Regions from separate parts of the Sus scrofa genome. Here region 1 is linked to region 2. The links are chromatin contacts, called in public Hi-C maps. All regions are on one chromosome and are shown on one strand. The core of a region is the stretch at or near the end of the contact, and the rest is flanking DNA. Distances in the headings are between cores, read along the strand shown.

Evidence for each region. Hi-C and Micro-C count contacts between places; a contact is called where the count stands out from the background.
Region 1: a Hi-C map of alveolar macrophages shows a contact between it and region 2, with 2.0 times the contacts expected there. The contact joins the promoter of HMGCR here to the promoter of ANKRD31 in region 2. A contact is called at or near these places in 12 of 47 Hi-C or Micro-C datasets (alveolar macrophages, blood, heart right ventricle and 4 more) and 1 of 2 datasets of contacts at active chromatin or transcription factors (alveolar macrophages).

Annotation. Positions count from the first base shown.
Region 1 is chr2:84,377,291-84,381,627 of Sscrofa11.1, reverse strand. It overlaps HMGCR (3-hydroxy-3-methylglutaryl-CoA reductase), which reads right to left and starts at 1,383. Exons shown (of 20, transcript NM_001122988.1): 1 at 1,306-1,383.
Region 2 is chr2:84,318,549-84,323,155 of Sscrofa11.1, reverse strand. ANKRD31 (putative ankyrin repeat domain-containing protein 31) reads left to right here and starts at 2,333. Exons shown (of 28, transcript XM_021084452.1): 1 at 2,333-2,421; 2 at 2,539-2,695. The coding sequence starts at 2,541.

The sequences.
Region 1 (4,337 bases), core at 134-2,633, 59 kb before region 2:
ACACATGCATACATGTGCACATGCGCACACTATCTTGAAATGCTCATGCCACCTCAACAGTTTTCACATGTTAATGATGTAATCTTTGCACATTTTTTAGTTTTCATATTACTAACTCCCATTTTTCTTTACTGCCAAGTTTATCACTAAATGGAAAGACACTACCACAAAGGAGGCCCTCAAAATCCAGTCTATCCCCAAAGTACACTCTGGGCCTTTGCTAGATTACCTCTAAATCATAAAATGTCTTTCACTGCACAGAGAGAAAAATAAATTCACGAGCAAACAAAAAATACATTCTCTACACTGCGGGATCTGAAATTATACAGAATTTATTTAGAATGGCCTGGAAATTAATGTTTCCCATGACTTCTCAGGACCAAGTCTAAGAAAGCATGTCCTCAAATCCGAAAAATCTCAAACGACCATTTAAGATGGAGTACATCAACCTCTTCCTACTGCAAAAATTGTCTGTTCTATTTTTGAACCTCCAAGGTATGTTTATCCTATTCAAAACCAAATATTTCCGGAAAACCTACTAGGTTTGGACTCAAGGAAATCAGCACCAAGGAGACTCTGCCCCTTAAAAAAAAAAAAAAAAAAAATCCTTTAGGATCCTTTGGTTGAGTCTCTACATTGGGCTCTGCATCCTCTCAATCCGTTTCTCCTGGAAATAACCGGGTGCATGTATGCAGATCTAAGGTTCTTTCAGACTCTGAGCTAGTCAGCATCATTTACGGGAAAAAAAGGTGCTGACGAACGGCAGCGCCAGGGCGTGAGCCTGGTGTGAACAGCACAGCCTGGGCGTGAACGCCCACACCTGACGGACAAGTCCTTTCCCCGAGATGCGGGCTCGGTTGTCCCGCAGCCCCCAGTATTTCTCGAATCTAGGGAATTCCGAGGTCACCCTGCCTGGCACTCTTTCCGCCTGGCGATCGTGACCCAGCGGCCAGCACCGCCGACTTCGGACAGAGCCGACTAACCCGGCCACACCCCGCCGGTCTACCGATGGTGACGGCAGCCCCTCGGAGACCTGCCCGCCTCACCCCCTCCGGCCCAGCCTGGCCAACGGGCTCCCCGGCATCGGTGCCGGCCGCGGCTCGGCCAGCTGCGCCTCAAGGACGTCTCCTCGCAGTCCCCGCGGGGCCGGGCTCCACTCCGGGCAAACCCACCAGCACAGTTCCCCCCGGGTCTGCAGGAGGTGCCGGCTTCCCCTTCCCAGGGCTGGACGGAGCTCGAAAACCTCCACCAACACGACCCTAATCAGCTCTCACCTACCGCCGCCCCGGCCACCGCCCTCCTCACCTCCTGGTTTCACTAGAGGACACAGACCCGGGAAGCCGGCGCTCCGCCCGTCTCCAGTCAACGGAGACGCGGAGCGGAAGGAACCTTCGTTGTACGCACGCTCGGAACCGGGCGAGTCTGCGACCAATAAAGAAGGATCGTCCGATCGTCTAGCCAATCATCTGGGGGTTGCTCGGCCTGACGGCGCTACGTCACGAACGGTCGCCTTAACAACCGCCCATAGCTCTCACCAGTGCAGAGAACTTGTACCGCACCATCTCTCACCACGGCTCGGCCAACCAATAGCCAGTCGAGTCCCAGCACCAGGGTCTGCCTATTGGTCAAAGAGACGTGGGGGCGCACGCATGGAAGCTGTCTAGGCGAAGACGATAGGGGATCTGGCTGGTGGAGTGTCCTACAGCCCAGGACCTGACCTGCGGTCACCCCGCCTGTGAAAGTACTATGGGAAGCAGTAGTAGCGAGCAGAATTGGAGCGTGCAGATAAACGCAGGGTCAGGTCAAGGATAGAAAACTCAATTACTCAGTGGAGAGTGGTGGAGGGAAGTGAAGGTGGCTCTGAAAAACGGTGTAATAAAAAAGGGAAGGTGGCAGAGAAGTTTAACCCAAATCTCAAGCAGACCCATATCTGAAATCTAAACCAACATTTTACTGTGACTTACCTGTTACTATAAATAGTGTAAATGGCTCCAGTCTTGAGGTCTCTGTCTCATTTCCTCCCATCTCCTTCTCTCCTTTTCTCCCTCTCTCCCTCCAGTGCAAGGCACTGGTTACAGATTTGAAATGTGCCTTCTTTGTCTTGTCTGCTTTCCCCTTGCCCCCTCCCTGCTGCAAGCCTTTATTATATCTTGCCTGAAATAATGCAACAGCCTCTCCTAACTGGTCTCTCCACTCTTAAGTGCTTCCACCTTCCAATCCTATTGTTCTGTAGATCTGCCACCAAACCATGGAGAGTTGCTCACAGTCTACTGGTTTAAAGAATCTGGGAACCCCAGTATGGCCCCACCCCATATTTCTTGTGTGTCTCTCACTGTGTCAACCTGAGTAACTGACCTTTTTTCAGTACATTCAGTACCTTTTTACCTCCCTCTTTATGTTCTCTTTGTTTGACGTAGATATGCCTGCACATTTTAATTGTTGAAATCCTAACTCCTTCAAGGACCATTTCATATGTCACCGCTTTTCCTGATTCCATCAGATACATATCATTCTCCCTACTGTAACCACCATTAACATGTCCATATTCTGTGACTTGTCTTAATAACTTTTTATGTGGAAATTTCTTAAGAGCAGGAACTGCAGTCCACTGAAACTTGAAACAGTCCCTGATACATATTATATACACTCAGTAGGAGTTTTAATAAACTTATCTTACTAAAATCTCATAATCCCTAGGAAATAGATAATATTTCCATTTATAAGGAAAAAGAGTTTGTTAAGCAACTTGCTGTAGATCACATAGGATAATAGTTGAGGAACTTGGGATTTGAACCCAAATCTAAAGCTTATACTGGTTCCACTATCTTTCACTGCTTTGGTATGGGATCTTTATTCATAGCTCTTTACCAGATACTTTCAGCTGTTTTCTTTTTTTTTCTTTTGTCTTTTTATAGCTGCAACTGCAGCATATGGTGGTTCCCAGGCTAGGGGTCCACTTGGAACTGTAGCCACTGGCCTATGCCACAGCCACCACAATGCCAGATCTGAGCCGAGTCTACAACCAACGCCATAGTTCACACAACACTCGATCCTTAACTGACTGAGAGAGCCCAGGGATTGAACCTTCGTCCTCATGGATACTAGTCAGATTTGCTTCTGCTGAGCTTCAATGGAAACTCCTACCAAATACTTTTGGTATGCCCATTATGTGCTTTGGTTGGCACTAGAAATATAGGAGCAGACATGGAAACTGCCTTTATGAACCTTATACCCCTTTGTAGAGTTGGATGATTGTTAAATATTTGTTGAATTAATTAGAGTGGAAGGAAAGAGTTTTCCCAGTGAAGAAGACTAAGGGAAACTAACCAAAGATTGCAGTATCCTATTAAGAGTCTTATCAAAAGGAAGAAGAAGAAAAAGATCTGTAACTACCAAGGGCCTAGAAACTTTGTCATACTTTCAATATCTCTAGAAGCCAAAAGGGCCAGGTATCTCAGAATTATAAGTTATAACTTATACAAATGCTTACTATAAATTCAAATAAGGTTTATGAAGGTGTTTCAACAAAAGTCTTTAGATCAAGATTAGAAAATTTCGTCCCCAAACTCTGCTTCATTAAGAGCTCCAATGAGATTGTGAGTCCAAAAGCAAGCAATAAACAGTCTTTAATTGTCTAGCTGTATGTTCTTTTTTTTTCATCTTTTGCCTTTCTAGGGCAGCACCTGCGGCATATGGAGGTTTCCAGGCTAGGGGACTAATCGGAGCTGTAGCTGCCGGCCTACACTACCACCACAGCAACACAGGATCCATGCCGCACCTGCAAACTACACCACAGCTCAGGGCAACACCAGATCCTTAACCCATTGAGCAAGGCCAGGGATCGAACCCTCATCCTCATGGATACTAGTCAGATTCATTAACCACTGAGCCATGATGGGAACTCCTAGTTGTATGTTCTATATGGTCCTCCAAATAGGTGTCAAAAGAATCGTTATTGCACTTAAATAATAATTTGTACTTAATGATAAATCACAAAATTTGGCAAGGACATGAAGGGGAAAGTGGGGATGGGGTCAAGGGAACATATCTACCTTCTTATTTTATGGATTTACCCTCAGAGTAAAGAGTTTATAATAGTACAATTTTTTATTACTTTTTTTTATTTTCCCACTGTACAGCAAGGGGATCAAGTTATCCTTACATGTATACATTACAATTACATTTTTTTTCCCACCCCTTGTTCTGTTGCAACATGAGTATCTAGACAAAGTTCTCAATGCTATTCAGCAGGATCTCCTTGTAAATCTATTCTAAGTTGTGTCTGATAAGCCCAAGCTCCCGATCCCTCCCACTCCCTCCCCCTCCCATCAGGCAGC
Region 2 (4,607 bases), core at 1,084-3,583:
TGAGAAACTACCACTTGTTGAATTTTAGTATAGTATCAAAGAAAAATACCCACAATTATCTATAAAGATTATTATGCCTTCTTTTCCAACTATGTATCTCTGGGCAGTTAAATATTTTTTCACACTCTCCAACCAAAACATCATCTTGAAACAAATTAAATGGAAAATAAAACAAAAATTCCGTTGTCTTATATTAATCCAAACATTATAGTTTTAAAAATGTTTAAGAACACAACTGTTCTAATTTTTTTTGAAAAATAAAATTTTAAAATAAAAATATATACTCAAAAAAAAAAGCAAGTAAAGAATCCCTAATTAGAACTTTTTATTGGAAGACACATCCTAAATGGAATCAAGCAATGGATTTTTTTTTTTTTTTTTTTTTTTTTTTTTGCTTTTTGGGACAGCACCCGTGGCATATGGAAGTTCCCAGGCTAGGGGTCGAATTGGAACTGCAGCTGCTGGCCTACCGACACAGCAACAGCAACACTAGATTCTTAATCCACTGAGCGAGGCCAGGGATCAGACCTGTGTCCTCATGGATGCCAGGCAGATTCGTCTCTGTTGAGCCACGATGGGAACTCCCAAGCAATGAAATTTAATTATAGCTCTGAAGGATCACTTGGTTTCATTTTATAAATTTACTGTACAATACTATTCCCCAAAGTGTGTATATGCTGATCCCAACCTCCCAATCCATCCTTAACCCCCATTTCCCCTTTAGTAACCATAAGTTTGGTTTTAAATCTTTCTGTCTTGTGAATAAGTTCTTTTGTATCATTTTCATTAGATTCCATATGTTAGTGACCTCATATGATATTTGTCTTTCTCTGTCTGACTTCCTTCACTTAGTATGATAATCTCAACGTCCATCTATGTTGTTGCAAATGGCACCATTTTGTTCTTTTTTATGGCTGAGTAGTATGCCATTGTATGTATTTACTACATCTTTATCCAGTCCTCTGTTGATGGACATTTAGGTTGCTTCCATGTCTTGGATATTGTAAATAATGCTGCAGTGAACACTGGGATGCATGTATCCTTTCAAATTATGATTTTTTTCTGGGTATATGCCCAGGAGTGGGATTGCTGTATCATATGGTAGTTCTATTAGTATTTATATTAACAAGCAATCAATTTTCCCTTTTACAAACTTGAATATTTTCTTAGGGTCTCTTTAAATGTAAAAGAGTTCTCATTCCCTGGCATTCCCGTTGTGGCACAGAGGTTAACGAGTCGACTAGGAACCATGAAGTTGCGGGTTCGATCCCTGGCCTTGCTCAGTGGGTTAAGGATCCCGCGTTGCCATGAGCTGTGGTGTAGATCCCAGACGCGGCTCAGATCCAGTTGCTGTGGCTCTGGCGTAGGCCTGCAGCTACAGCTCCAATTAGACCCCTTGCCTGGGAACATCCATATGCTGCGGGTGCGGCCATAGAAAAGACAGAAAAAAAAAAAAAGAGTATGAACTAAACAGTAAAATAATAAGAATTACGGCAAAGCCACTCCATGTACTGAAAAGGGAAGTAAATTGAGGAGTCAGAAAGCCCTAGTTCCTTCCACTTGACAAACCTTTAAAGACCAAATAGGTGATTAGACCCTGGAGATTCCAAGATGAACAGTAAACCTTTGCTAGGCTGAGGGGGGTCTGTCTTATGGGAATCTTCCTCTCTCATTTGGCAGGTGGGAGCTCATTTGGCTTTGTTTTGAATGAGTCTGACCTAAAAACCTGCCAATAGATTGAAATCTAATACCTAAGAATCTAATTGCTTCATTTAAAAAATAGCAATTGATTACTTTCAGAGGTTGCTAGGCACCAATATTATAAAAATAAAGGGAAAAAATAAAACATTTAACTTGCCTTTCCAATACAATCTGTATCACAGGATAACCAAAGAGATGATGAAGAAATATAGAAATAAACATATCAATTAGATCAGTTGATGATTTAAAAACTTCTGATTAACATTTTTGTTTTGCCTAGTTCAAAGGACACTTGAGGGAAGGAGAAAGTAAAATACTCTTCTGGCGTTTTGAAGCTTCTAGTTTCAGAAAGTAGGGCAGTTCTCTCCGAGTCTGAGTCCCACAGGCCCAGGTACACTGCGGGCGACGTGACCCCGCCAACAGCTTTAGGCAGACGCTTACTTTCTGATTTCTGGGGCCGCAACCCAGGTACCCCCATCACCCAGCTACCAACTAAAAGCACGGAAAGCGGATGTGGTGACGGGCCGCGCCCCAGGCGGCGGGGAAACCCTGAGCCGGCGTGCGTGCGCGCGGGGGGGGGCCACTTCCGGCCATGGGAGCGGGGGGAGGGGGGAGCGGGGAGGGGCGGGGCCGCACGCGGCACGCGGCTCCCCCTGCTGGCGGCGTGCTGCCACCTCTGGCACCGCGGCGCTGGACCTTGTTCCTGACGACGCCCTCGTGGTGGGTTTGCTCCCTGTACCGGCAGAGAGGCCCTGCTCCCACCCAAGGATTTTGTCTTTAACTCACAATTTACGTTGACGCTCAGAGCATTTTTTTTCTTTTTTTTTTCTTTTGCAGAAATGGAAAAGTCAGAGCCAGAGGATAGAAAAGACTCTGAGTGCGAGGTGGAGATGGCGGAAGGCGCCCAGGCCCCAGACTGGGACAGTGATGAGACGGTGATAGACGGGTCGGTGACAGAGAGCGACCAGGAAGAAGAGGAGCTGCCCTGGAGAAGGTGACTACCATTCGCGACGCGCCCTGGAAAAAGTGGTGGCCTGGGCCTGGGCAGTGGCCGCAGGTGGCCCTCTGAGATTTGAGTAGAAATTGTTCCCAGCCCAACGTCTGCTTGATGGCGGGAGTAGGACCTTAGGCGGCGGGGTGGCAGCCAGGCCTGAGCTAAGAATTTGTAGAAAAGAAGATCGCAAACGTCCACCCTCCCCATCACCCTACTTAGGACGAAATGAGCTTTATAGTAAATAACTTTATGGCCTTTTCAGAAAGCCTTTTTTAGGTTCCCGTTGTGGCTCAGCAGGTTAAGAACCCCACATAGTGGCCATGGATTAAAGATCTGGCGTTTTGCAGGGTTGCAGGTGTGGTCTTAATAAATAAATAAAAATCCTTTTCTTCACCTGGGCTTTTTTGCATAGGCCCAAAAGGCTTGGGTCTAAACCCCTCATGCTCATTTGCTTCAAGCAATTTGTAGCTCAGGTTTAGGAGATGGTTAGCATCATTTCTCTCAGGAAAAGAAAATGTGGTAAGGGAACTGGTTACTACCAAACTGGAAATGGATAGTTTTATAAGAATAAAGAAAAGATGTTCATCACATCAAAAGTTGAAAGAAAAAGAGTTCGGAGTTCCCGTCATGGCTCAGCTGTTATCCAACCTGACTAGCATCCATGAGGATGCAGGTTCAATCTCTGGTTTTGCTCAGTGTGTTAAGGATCTGGTGTTGCTGTGAGCTGTGGTGCAGGTTGCAGACGAAGCTCAGATCTCACGTTGCTGTGGCGTCCTAGGCTGGTGGCTACAGCTTCGATTGGACCCCTAGCCTGGGAACCTCCATATGCTGCAGGTGTGGCCCTGAAAAGCCAAAAGACCAAAACCAAAAAAAAAAAAAGAGTTCATCAAAACATATATAGTTCTCTTTGCTGGATCCAGGAGAAAGGTAAAAGAGAGAAGTCATTGCCTTTGAGAAACCTACAGGCCAGGAAAGACATAAATGGATAATTTCAATGTAATGTAGGAAGCCAGGGGTTGGAAGTATGCCCAGGCTGGTTTAGAGCCCAGAAGGAACTTACTTCAACTTAAGGTCATCAGAGTTTGCTAGGGTTGACTTCTGAGTAGAAGCTTGAAGGTGGGTTAGAAATTACATGAAGGAGAGGAGGTTTTTGGACCAAGGGAACTGCAGGAGTAAAGGCGTAGTGGTGGGATCATAGCATTGTGTAAATCTGTGTTGGAATGTACAGTTAAGTTTTACCGAAATGTTAAATGGGAGATGCAGGGAGCTCCCTCCATGACACAGTAGGTTAAGAACCTGACTGCAATGGCTTGAGTCACTGTGGAGGTGCGGGTTTGAGCCACTGGTTTAACCATTGGGTTAAAGGATCTGGCATTGCCTCAGCTGCAGCATGTAGGTCGCAGCTGTGGCTCGGATTCAGTCTCTGGCCCAGGAACTTTCATATGCCACAGGTGCAGCCATAAAATGAAAAAAAAAAAAAATGATGAGATGGAGTGAGGTGAAAGATGAGCCTGGAGAGAAAGGTAAAGTCATGTAAGGCCATGTGTGTGTTCTTTGTGTGTCCTGGTAGGGAGCTTGTGACATGTTTAGTGAAGGAGCAGCGTAAGCATGTTTTCATTCACGCAGGCAAGCCCTAGACTAGGGCTTTGCAAATTTTATGAAAGGTAAGAATTTCTTATAAATCACTTCAGAATCCTCTTGAAAGGTGGATTCCAATTCAGGAGTTCTAAGGTTGGGTCTGAGATTGTGCATTTCTAAAAGGTATCCAGGTTAAAGTTTATACTGTTAGAGTAGGGATCATCTTTTGCAAAGCTCGGCTGTAGAGATTAGCTTTGGGATCAGAGCAGTCACAGATTGGAATGATGAGAGCTCAAGTAGGCGGAAAGAGGGGAAAAGGACAAATTTGAGAAAT